Linked DNA regions of Mus musculus: region 1 is linked to region 2. A link is a contact called in public HiChIP or PLAC-seq data. All regions are on one chromosome and are shown on one strand. The core of a region is the stretch at or near the end of the contact, and the rest is flanking DNA. Distances in the headings are between cores, read along the strand shown. Region 1 overlaps Mttp (microsomal triglyceride transfer protein). Region 2 has its middle 32 kb from the start of 1110002E22Rik.

The links. HiChIP or PLAC-seq counts read pairs in DNA pulled down with a chosen protein or histone mark.
Region 1: an H3K27ac HiChIP or PLAC-seq map of microglia shows a contact between it and region 2, with 7 times the contacts expected there. The contact joins two enhancer-like sites. A contact is called at or near these places in 7 of 484 Hi-C or Micro-C datasets (B cells, cerebellum, cranial neural crest and 4 more) and 4 of 115 datasets of contacts at active chromatin or transcription factors (embryonic stem cells, microglia and stem cell-derived neural progenitor cells).

The regions. Positions count from the first base shown.
Region 1 is chr3:138,117,060-138,122,873 of GRCm38.p6, forward strand. It overlaps Mttp (microsomal triglyceride transfer protein), which reads right to left. Exons shown (of 18, transcript NM_008642.3): 4 at 1,254-1,361. Among named protein-coding and RNA genes, the nearest start is that of Mttp, 12 kb to the right of the region's middle. Within about 2 kb of position 1,517, at least 26 of the 459 cell types and tissues checked have an H3K27ac peak or open chromatin away from gene starts, as enhancers often do. A contact at or near this core is called in microglia, where this site is marked.
Region 2 is chr3:138,026,936-138,033,026 of GRCm38.p6, forward strand. No RefSeq gene overlaps it. Among named protein-coding and RNA genes, the nearest start is that of 1110002E22Rik, 32 kb to the right of the region's middle. Within about 2 kb of position 3,921, at least 31 of the 459 cell types and tissues checked have an H3K27ac peak or open chromatin away from gene starts, as enhancers often do. A contact at or near this core is called in microglia, where this site is marked.

The sequences.
Region 1 (5,814 bases), core at 267-2,766, 88 kb after region 2:
TTTTAGTAAGCTAGACACATTCTCTTGGCCCAGCCCAGCCATCCCAGTTTCTCCTCTGCTCATGAGCTGGATGAGTTAAGATCAGGAGAACTGGTGTCCAGCTCAACTCTAATCGGACGGCTGGAACCCACTGAATTCTCTAACTCACTTCTATTTCCTCTCTGAATTAGGGGACTTGATTCTGAAAGCCAGTGATCCATTCCAAATCCCCGAGACGATTAAAATACAGCTACTCAGGTCATTGCTTTTCTATGATTTTAGCATCCTTGGGATAAATCTATGATTTTAGCATCCCTAGGATGAATCTATGATTTTAGTATCCTTGGGATGAATCTATGATTTTAGCATCTTTAGGATGAATCTAAGGAATACGTTTTTTAAAATATGCTTGCCACAAGGCAGCAGGACAGAGACACTTAACAACCATTGGATCCCCCAAAGTTTTCTGCATATTTTACAGTTATCCAAGGTTCCCTTTATAGAACTGATTCCAACTCCATAACTCTGTATTTAAGCAATAAATCATTTCATATGTAAGTGAAATTTGACTATCCAACTTAAGTCAACTTAAGTCAACGTCTCTAAAACAATACTTAATCTTAAAAGCAGTTATAATTTTCTGTGGAATTTCAGTATGCAAAAATGCTTAGAAATGATTTGATATACCTGTTGACAAATAAGATGTTGGTTGACTTATTTATTGACCTGCTCATTTAATTTGTAGTACTGGGGCTTGAACTGGGCCTTGTACTTGCTCAACAGGCTCTCAACTACTGACACACATCTCTAGCTCCTTTTATATTTTATTTTATTATTGCTTGGGAGATATATGTGTATTATCTATGCATGTGTGGTAAATGCGCATTATATGACTGAGTGCACACATCCATATGCATACATGTAGGCCAGAGGAGACATAGGTTTCTATCTCCCCCCATCACTTTCTGACTTATTCCCTTGAGACAGGTTCTCTCGCTGAACTTGCAGCTCACCAACTGGGTCAACAGAGCTGGTCTGTGAACTCCCAGAATTTACTTGTCTCTTCCTGTTGCACTGGTTACTGGCACAGTAGTAGCCACAACCATCTTTTATAAAAATGGTGGATTTCATTAAGTCACCAGACTGTCTTAAAGTTACTCTATGACCCAGGCAGACCTTTGCTTAAAACTGGGCCTTAGCCCCCAAGTAGCTGAGATTACAGCGAGTGCCTGCCTCTCCCCTTCACCCAATGCTGACTTCTTAGCATTAAGTACCTCGTTGGTAGTTCCAGAGCTTAGCTGCATCTGGAATAAGCTAGCCAAGCCTCTCTTGAGATTTTCTATGCCCACTGGCTCGTTTTCATAGGAGTAGAACTCCTTGACCTAAAGGGAAGAAGAAAAATATAAATGAAGTCATTGGACCTTGTTTATCAGATTCAGTTAAATGCGAGGCTGGAGAAGCCTGGTTCTCACACCCACTGATTACGTGAGAGATTATTCTGTTAGTGCAAAGCTGTGATTTCTTTCTTGTAAAAGGAAGCAGTTTCAGTTTCTAGGAAGTGAGATCATCAGGAAATGGAACTTAGGAGGCGAAAATAAAGGTCCTGAGCATGAAGGTCACCGTGGAAAGGGAGAGCCCAGGGTTTCTGTAAAAACCAGAGCTGTGGAGGGGAGCAAAGCTGGGCCATCATTTTCCTTCACAGCACACACGTTTCACCTGCTAGAAACAAAAGCTGAATAAACAAATAAAAAAAAAAACAACAACAACAAAAGTGAAAGAAATGCTCTTAGAAGAGAACGAGAATCACCACAAATGGCAGTTTGCATTTCTGAAATGGTGTGACGTCATGGCGTAGGCCATGACGAGGCGCTGGAGTTTGCTCATGAACAGCTGTGATACCCATGAACAAGCGGCAGAGCACCAACGTGATTCCCGAGCAGTGACGCTGCCTCGGGTAGCAGAATGGCAGAGGCTGCAGCGCTGGAGAGGCTGCTTCTACTGCACAGCCCAGCTACTGCAGAAGGCTCTCATCAGAACGTATAGGGAGGGGGTTGAAAGGAGTGTGATTTGGCAGGAATAGGAAGTGACTCGGCTCTGTTTTATATCCTTCTCACTTACTGACCCTATATCTTTTATCATTTTAATGAGTTGGTTCATCTATAAGAAACAGCACGGAAATCATAGAGAAGTTTTTAGAGGGCAGCCCATTACTTTCACCTACTGACTTCAAACACACCCTATGGTTCAGACATGGAGGACAGATATGTCTTCCCTGTGAAAATACCTACAAAAGCGGTGGCAGAACATTCCTGCCCCGCCGATCCACTTCTCAGAAAACAAAACAAAAACAAACAAATAAACAACAACAACAAAATGAGAATTTCCAACAGCTCAGGAGTACAATGAATTTAATTAATATCAATGTTGAATAATTCAGCCTAAACATTCCTCATGTCTTAGGAGGCAATATTGTGTCTGAATTAACCACATGAGCGCGTCAAATCTCTATTTTTACTTCCTAGACATACTCCGCCTAGTGACAGGTTTGCTGGATACTGTATCTGTGATCAGTTTTAGTCACTCCACTGCGTCACCCTCAAGGGTAAGGATAGTGTTGTCTGTGCTGGTTAAAGGGGACCTGTGCCAGTGACTTCACTGTCTGAAAATCCCGGGATCATATTCTCATACAATCCACTGGCTGTCTCTCAGCTGCAAGCTGGCTTTCTGATGCTCCGTGCTATGGGATTTCCTTCCCATATGATTTCCAGTGCATATGCTTGGATATCTCTGGGCATCATGGCTACACAAGGCTTATAAGTAGAGTTCTCAGACCCAGGAAAGTCGGACGTGCTTGGACGGTGGCCATGGTATGTGTCGATGGAGGGTGATATTTTGGTCCAAGTCTGAAATGCTTCCGAAGCCATTAGCTGGGGAAGCTAACACTCTGTCTTCATTCGCTCCCATTTCCCTAGCCTACAAAGAGCTCTTAGAGTTCTGGCCGTGCTGCAGGAGACTCCGGCCTTGCACTCAGTCTACAAATGAGGTCGCGTGCTCATCTATCATTGGTCACCTCTGCGACGTCCATCTTGCTGTCTTGATAAGATGACGATGCAGTGTTATTTTTTTCCAAGTAAATAATCCAAAAAGCATGAACCCTTCATAGAAAAAAAATTAATTTTTTTTCTATTGGTATCTATTGTTTTCCTAGAACTAGTAAAGTGAACTAGCCTTTTCTTTTTTCTTTTTTTTTCCTTTGTACAGCTGCCATATTTCAGAAGCTAAAATTGTTCATTCTTCAGAACAGACCAATCTCATCCAAAGTGAAGATACCATTCTTATGCATATTTGTCAGACATCGAAATTAATCAACAATTGATAACATGAATAAGTTGGAACTTTGAAGTTTGACCCATGTGACTGTCACAGCAGTAATCTTAAATTCACTATCTCACAAGAGGAACCGAGTATGCTTTATGGTGTTCGGGCCATAAAGCTGATAACTTCATTTAGTTCTGAAATGAGTTCTAAATGTCCAGGTGCTAAGACTTCCGATCAGAATCCACGGTCACTAGAGTTTCCAGAGAACAGTACACTAAGTTTGCCACACAGGAACTCAGCGTGAGGCGAGGCAGACTGCCAGGAAGGAAACCCCAGGCATCAGGTGGTCAAGCTGGGGGCCATTTTTTCTTTGGAACTATATTTACCCTTAGGAAGAAGTTGCCCCTCTTAAATGGATATGACAACAGAAGGCAAATTTATATCCACTGCCTAAACAACAGAAATAAATTGAATCGATCCTGAGAAACGGAGTCACCATCCTATCTGTGATATTTAGCTAAGGCAAAGCACAGTTAAGAAGTGCTGTCAGAGTAAATAGACATAGGGGAAGAACCCGGAAGCTTCCAAGGTGGTGTGGACAACCACCACACTCAGGCCCTGCAAAGGGGCTGCTAAGCCTGAGGTAAACAGAGATCCACCCCAGGAAACAGCACACAGCAAGAGGCAGACTTAATTTCATCAGTACAGACAAGCGAAACCAAGGGCGGAATCCGAAAGCTATCTGGTTGGCTGGATTAGCATTTCAGGCCCAGAGTGAATCTGTGCTATGAGCACAGGCACCGTTCACCCTTCAGTGTCAAGGAAAGGAAGAGGGAACTGCCATACTCCCAGCTTAGTTTATTCCATGTAGACGAAAATCAGGTCAGGCCCATGCACTTATGTATGAGCAATGAGGGACTGTCAGAAAAAGAAAATATAGAATGAATATGTATCTAAGTTACTTTGTTAGGTTCGTTCATGATGTAAATATGAGAGCTTTGAATGCGGAGAGGAGAAAGGAGGGCTCTGGAAGGAAAAAAAAAAGATTTTCTTGAAATCCCAAGAATTTTGAGTAGAATTTAATTTTGGCTTAGGGTAGAAATGTCCTCTAAGAAAATTGTCCATCAGCACTTTCTCTGCTTTCTCAGTTTCTCTCCTCATAATCTGAAACGACAGTGACCTTTCTAACAGCGATGGGACTGGAACTTCCCTTTGGCTCCTTCTTAGTCTACAGGGTAGAGCCTTTCCAAGCCCTTTATTGCACAGCTAAGAGATATAGAATGATGTACTTTAACCTGTGGCTACAGCAGGTCATCACAGACCTCAGCTCCCACTGACCTGGTACACTGGTGTCACCAAAATAGTGATGTGGCAGCTTCTTCCAGCCTTTGATCACTGAGGGCATCCAGTTCTTGTGTGTGTGTGTGTGTGTGTGTGTGTGTGTGTGTGTGTGTGTGTGTGTGTGTGTGTAAAACAAGACTTTGTACTCAGCTTCTGGCAAAGGCACTGTAAAGTGATAGGTTGTGGTTAAGATAATAAATGCAATTAATATTTAATGGACTCAAGAAGCTTGCCACCTTGGAGGTCCCGAGAAGGAAAGGACTGTGTGGTGTGTTAATAAAGTGGAGCCATATGCAAATCAAGTGAGTGAATTCATACAGTGAAAAATGACATAAGGAAACTTCCAAGTCAGCCCAGGGGGGCTTGCAATGTGAGGACGGGGTAACATAGAAAGAAGCGAGGGCGTAGACTTTGCTCCGAGTGCTGACTTCATGACCTGCCACTTCTGCGCCCTTTGGAAATTTCCTTAACTCCTCAGAACTCTCCGTCCTCCTCGGTCACAGGAGGATGAATGAACACAGCAGCAGCCTCCTGTGTCTCTGACTAGCCCAGGAGAAAATGTTGGTAGCATCTTCAGGCAGAGCCCACTGCGAGCACAGAGGTCTCCTTCCTTATCACTAACGAATCACAAGCCAAGACTGGCTTATTTAGTCTCACATCAACTTAGGTGTTCACCACTTTCCATTCATTAAATTTTCTCCATAAGCAGTTAGTTGCTGTATGCACTGAGAGAATGATGTAATTGCCGCTCGTGAGAAACTGGTTGCTGCCTCATGGGAGAATTAGACTGCACTGTGACACGCATCAAAAGAAATACTCCCAAAAGCTGGTGGGCTTTGGGGGATGTGAGGAAAGCTTATGGACAAACCAGTCTGCACAAGGTACTTTGGGGAAGGGGAAGAAAGCCATAGGGCAGGGAATGGAGTGGCTGAACTATAAACAGGATTGGGTGTTTCCCTGCTGAAAGCTAAAAATTAGCAATGAATATAGTATAGATGGCTGAAAGAAAAATGGGAAGAACCAAGGAAGGGATCCGGGGTACCAAGAGTGATGCGGAGTCAAATGCTTGCCTCCTGCTGACTAAGAGGGTGTGAGCATCCCAAAAGGAGGAAGGATGCGCAAGCAAAGTTTGAATCTATAGGAAGATTCTGAGTAGTGGGGAAAAACAAAGGTGCT
Region 2 (6,091 bases), core at 2,671-5,170:
GACATTTAAGAACCAAGGAAGGAAATATTAGGAGTAGATATTTTATTTGTTAATGAAACTCTACCTTCCAGAGAGTTCTAAATGTGTACCCTTGGTGTAATGGACTTCAGGTTTTTTAGTATTAGTGTTTGTTAATCAATTATTAATGGTGAAACTGAATAACTATAACAGTACAACTTCTATAGGTTTGAAGCCTAGTGTCTGAAAACCGAAAAGGTTTTCTATTCGCCCTTGCAACACCCCACTTATCAACAAAATCCAACCCCATGATGCAAGGATGCTAATTATCCTTTTCTGTCTATGCACTTTGCTGTGGAATTCCTAACATGTCTGATTTGAGGTTGTTTGGACTTAGATTCAGGAACATGTGAGACTAATAATCCCAAAGTTCTCCACTAGGTATCACATATGCATACGTAAATATTTAGTTGCAAGGTACCTACTGGCAAGAGATCCCAACCTCCCTATTTTATGAATGGGGACTCTATGTCCAGAAAAATATAGTGACCTGCCAAAGGTCTTACTGCTCGGTTAGTAGCAAGGATAGAAATAGACTCAGTTCCAGGGTTCTCAGGCTCCAGCTTCTCACAGGCATTCTCTGCCTCTGCCTTTTCCTGGCCTCCCTATGAACCCCCCCCCCCCACATCCACACCCACCACAAGGTCAGTTACCATAGGATTCTCCTCTGTCTTCTTAGGCACCGTTTCAAATCTAACACCGCAACGTCCTTGGCTTTCACCTTCAGTTTGGATTCAATCTTTGGGCAGTTTTTCTAAGCAACACCCAGAATACATATTATGTCTCCACAAGACTTGGCAATTCACCGTGGTAAAAAGAGTGAGTCACCAATTTTCAGTCAGAGAGGAACAACATCTTTCAGGGAAGAGATGGTTGGAGCTGTTTTCAGATGGCATAGCCTGAGATATGCTACTGTCATACTGTGAACTGAGGCCAGAGACTACCAAAGATCAGCTATGCAAGAAGAAGCCCAGGCCCACGTAGTCAATAGGGCTAACACCCAAAACACTGGGGCTAAATACACACCATTGTTCTCTTCAGAAGCTCTGTTCTCCCTAACTCAAGATGTTGGAAGAACACTTAGCTCAGTGGTCTGAAGACTTAGAGTCAAAAGACCAAAGCTCAGGCCCCACACTAACAACTTCCTGTGACCTTTGTAAAATCACTTAAGTATTTGCAGCTTCAGCTTGCTTATCTCTGAGATGTGGTGGGAGATAATTAGCCTGGTTCTTTCACCTGGCTGCAGTGAGCAGCAAAGGAGATAGTGAGCCCTGTAAAACATTACAGAAAAGCAAAGCTACAGCACTGCCTTTCTTAGTAGCACTGCCCTTTACCAAATGCAGACATTTATCAACATCCACCCTGGTCTCACCAAACAACAGGCTCTTTGAATTATCATCTGTCTCCATTTCTCTCTCTTTCTCTCTCTGATCCCTGTCTTTCTGTCTCTGTCTCTCTTTGTCTCTCTCTGTCTCTGTAGGTGTGTGTATATGTATGTGTGTGTGTGTGTGTGTGTGTGTGTGTGTGTGTGTGTGTGTGTTGCTGTGAATGGAATATAGATCCCCATGCACACTAGGTGAAACACTCTACCTCCAAGCTATTCCTCTAACTCCAGCCTACATATTCCAATTTTATTCCAGCCACTGAGTAAGAGAGCACAAGGCTGTGTGCTCTAACCAGGCTCAGCTCCTATCCCATCATTGTACAAATCCAGACTATAGACTTCCAACACTAATGCTTACGATGGGAGTGATTGAGGAGCAAAAACAAGGAAACAAACTAGACAAGACCTCCCTACATGAATTATGCAGAGATCTGAGTTTGCTTGTACTCTCTGAACTCTCACACAAAATGAACTGGATCATCCTAATGGGTTTTCCTATCCCTTCCTAGGGCCTTCGAGCACACTCTTTCAAGTTTTGCTTCACTTGACAGTCAACATTTAAAGCTTTGGGCTATAACACAGAGTGACAAAGTTTACTCTGCGAAATCACACATAAGGATGGACTGTACCCCTTTAACTGTTCCGAAAGACTAGGTTTTCTAGGAAAACCTCTTTCTAGTGCACAAAAAAATCCCGCATCTTCTGCTCTTTCTTTCATTGAGCTCCATCTAATGGCAACCCCGTGCTCTTCAATAGTGAGGGAGATTAGCTGCTTCCGATATCTGCATCCCCACCTCCATCCCCTATCCCCAGAGGTTGGGGTAGGTTGCTCCAAGCTTTCTCTGTAGTAGGGGTCCATCACCTGCTGCTTTAGGGTTTTACCACTCATTTCTGACTTCATTTCTGGGTGAAAAAGAAAAACGTGTGCTTTAGCTTAAACATACTGCAAAGCAAGCACACCTCTGTGTACCTGCTCCGAGTTGCAACCGTCAGGGCTTGGAGCCATCCAACCCTTCTCACTGTTGTCAGACAAGAACACAGGATTGAGAATGGTGTGGCCAGAAGGCCTGGCTAGCAGCCCCTTACTGCGCTGCTTTGTAACAGTGAAGCAAGGTGTGAGTCTACAGAAAAGACACGCTGTAGTGGACACGCATTTCCAGAGGGAAATAGCAAGAGCCAAGTCATGATGGCTCATTATGGTTACTCTGTTTCTCAGAGCTGACAGACCCAGAGTCCCTGCTTGGAGGCTGTCATCCAGGAGCTGCTGACTGCATGCTCTGCTGAGTCACTGGCCTTGGCAAGATGCGTTGGCTGAGACCCGGTAGGCAGGTGATGGACAGAGAAAACAGCTCTTTACACCACCCTGTTCTTTACCCTGCATCCCTTTCATAAGACTCACTTTTTATTTTAGTCCCTCCCCTCAAGTGATGGACAGAATAAAGCCTTCTAAATCAACTTGTTCTTTAAACTGTGTCTGCCTCATAAAACTCAACTGCCATTTTTTCCTCAATCTTTCTATATGGTTTCTTGATATGTGTTTATCTTTAAGTTTAGTGTGTGTGTGTGTGTGTACACACATGAGAGTGAGAGCACACTTGACACTGTGCAGGTCAAAGAACAATTGTTCAGGAGTCAGTCAGTTCGTTCCTTCCAGGGTCAGACCTGGGGATTGAACTCAGGTCACCAACCTTGTGCTGCAAGCGCTTTTTACCTACACAGACATCTTGCAGACTGGCCCTCAGTTCTGTTCCTTATATCTGAGCCAGTGTTGAAAGCACATTTATTCAGAGATGTCATAACCTAAAAATGAATACCTCGAAGTCCTATTCTCCGGTGTGACTCTAGAAAAAAAGATCTTTAAAGAGGTACACAATTAAATTAAATGAGGAGGTCGCTTAGGTAGGTCTAATCTGATAGGGTGTGTGGCCTTTTAGGGAGGGATTAAGATATAGGCAAGGATTCATAGAATATGACTATGTGAACAAAGAAAATCCACCCACCTGAGTCAGGCAGTTGTGACCATAGCTGACTCCAGGGAGGAGAGTCTTTGTTTCTTCCTTTCTCCACTCTTGCCCCACCCCCTCTAAGCACGAAGGCATATGAGTGTGTATGTAGAGAAACATACCTTCCCCCACACCCCCACACCCCTGCCTGGGAATATTTATACCCTCCATCAGTACTAGTTTGGGAAAGTTAACCCAGTACCAGAAATGACATAATTCAGAATTAAATGAGCAGGACCCATCCCAGGCACCTGGTCCCACATCCCTGACAAGTGCACCACACTAGGGTGTCCGTGCAGTCAGATGAACTCAGCTGCCAACTGAGGTGGGCTCCTTCAGGAAGCTGCGCCAACTCCCACCTTGTGTCTTTACATCAACTTCCCTAATTGGAAAGATCTTCCATCCTGACTGAGCCAGTAGACATTTCCGCTGAGAGGCTGTGAAGTGACACTTCCGGAAGCAGCTGTTTGCCACCCAGAACACCCCTTGGAGCAGCTGGAGGGCCCTTTGTTGTCTCTTTGTTCTTCAGCCGGTGTCCCTTCCTATAGAGGGATGTCTGGCTAAGGTTACACAGGACCGGTGCTAGAACCTTCACTCTTCTCAGCAAAGGTGAATGAGTATCACAATACCTTGCATGAAAGAGTTGTTCTAAGGGCAAGGACGCCTCTAGAAAGGGAGCAGAAAAATGCACTTGCAGGGCTGGAGACATGGCTCTATATATTTGCCTAGCCTGTGGGATACCCTGGGGTCAGTGCCTAGCATTGCATAAATCAAGAATGGTGGTATGTGCACCTGCAATCCTAACACTTGGGAGGTGGACAGAGGATAGAAGTTCAAGGCCATCCTTGGCTACACAGCAAGTTTGAGGCAGTCTACACTATAGGGCTCTATCTATCTATCTATCTATCTATCTATCATCTCAAAAGCAATTGTAAATCTCTATTTCAATTCATTTAGCATCATCTCTCTTCCTTAAACCACAAAGGTATCTCCTCTACTGACTGATTTTTGGATCTTGTCTATAATGTGCTTATTAACAAGGAAATTCTTACCCTGGGTCACATCTCCCCTAAGGCAGTAGAATGGCTGTGTTCTCTGCGTGGAACTGGGCTGTCTTGACTCTAAGCATCAGAGTGTTATTTAGAAGTGTGATAACATTGGAAAACTAGCTCTTAAAAGCCCCTCCTGGATCCCTTCACAGAACACAGGTTCCAGTGGGATTCCTCAGACACCAGCTCCCTCAGGGCCAACACCCATATCTTACCTCATACCTCATGGCAATAATGTGGGCTCAGAATCCTCTTCCTTCCCTGAAATAGAGCAAGGTGTGTTTCCTCCATTCTTTCTATTCTTCCACCCACTGGTATAGAAATAAAGGCTCAGGATATGATACATCAGTGTTTAAGCCCTGGCATTCCTTTGACAGATAATAGCCACACTTCAACCACAAGTAGGCTTTCCTATGTTGTATTAACAGATAGCCATTCAGCTGCAAGAAACAGGGAACTAGATCAACAATGACTAAAATTCACAAATGCTACATCCCAGAAACCCCCAGTTGTGTTGAACTGCCCATAGTAGCATCACATTGCAGTACCCCTAACTCTTCCCAACTAGAATAGAGTGTAGGAAGTTGTGGGTTTTAGATACACTTATTATAATACTGAATAAAACTACTAATAGAGTTGGGAGAAAGAATTTGCTTAGGGGTAGAGAAATAATGGTGATTGCTACAATGCCAGTAGTTCTTATGTGTAGCAGACAGCAGACAGCAGACAGCAGTTATTGAATAAGACCCTACAGTGCTAAGACAACACATAGTAAAACCAGAACACTATTCCTAACATGGCAAAGCCTTTTTATTTTTATTTTTCTATAACTCATAAATGTGACCGAGCAAGCAAAGCAAAGAAAAAAAAATCCTGTTTATGAAGAGAAGCCAACTAAGCCAATAACGGCTTTAATTTTCTCCCCTTTAATCCTCGCTTCACCTATGAAACGACAGCCACTGTTACTATTTCTCCTTGATTGCAGATCAATCTTCATGAAATGGAGATGCCAGAGGATGTTTTTGTCTTCTGTGAAACCCTGACAGTTCAACTTGGTGAGGATTATCAAACATCAGCTGTTTACTACAGGAACAATGCTGTGCCCTAGTAATACTGATGGCCCCAAGGACCTGCAAGGGTTTGGCTCTAAGACTCCCCTCCAAAATCCTTCGATGTATGAGACCCTTATATAAAACGATATGGGAAGCTGGCAAGCTGTCGTAAACAAATCCCACACATTTGTATCCTTTAAATAGTCTCTGGATATCTTAAGGTATCTAATACACTATGAGAACTATAGAAGTAGTCATGACTGTATTGTGTAAGAGTCAGTGTGTGTTTGCTACAGATGTAACTCCACCACCACACACACACACACCAATATTTTTGATTCACTGTTGGTTGAATCTTTGGATGAGAAAAACCTATGGACACTAAGACCCAATTTTACAGAGAGGACACATGTTCAAGGATAATTTCTGTAGATCATTCTAGAGAGGACCCATGCACGGCTTCCCACCCCCGGGAGTTTATAATCCAGGACTGAGAGACATTTCTGACATGGCGAGTGTTCACACAGGTGTGTGAGCATGGTGCCATCGGATACTTGCAGAAGTTAACCCACTTGAAGAAGCATT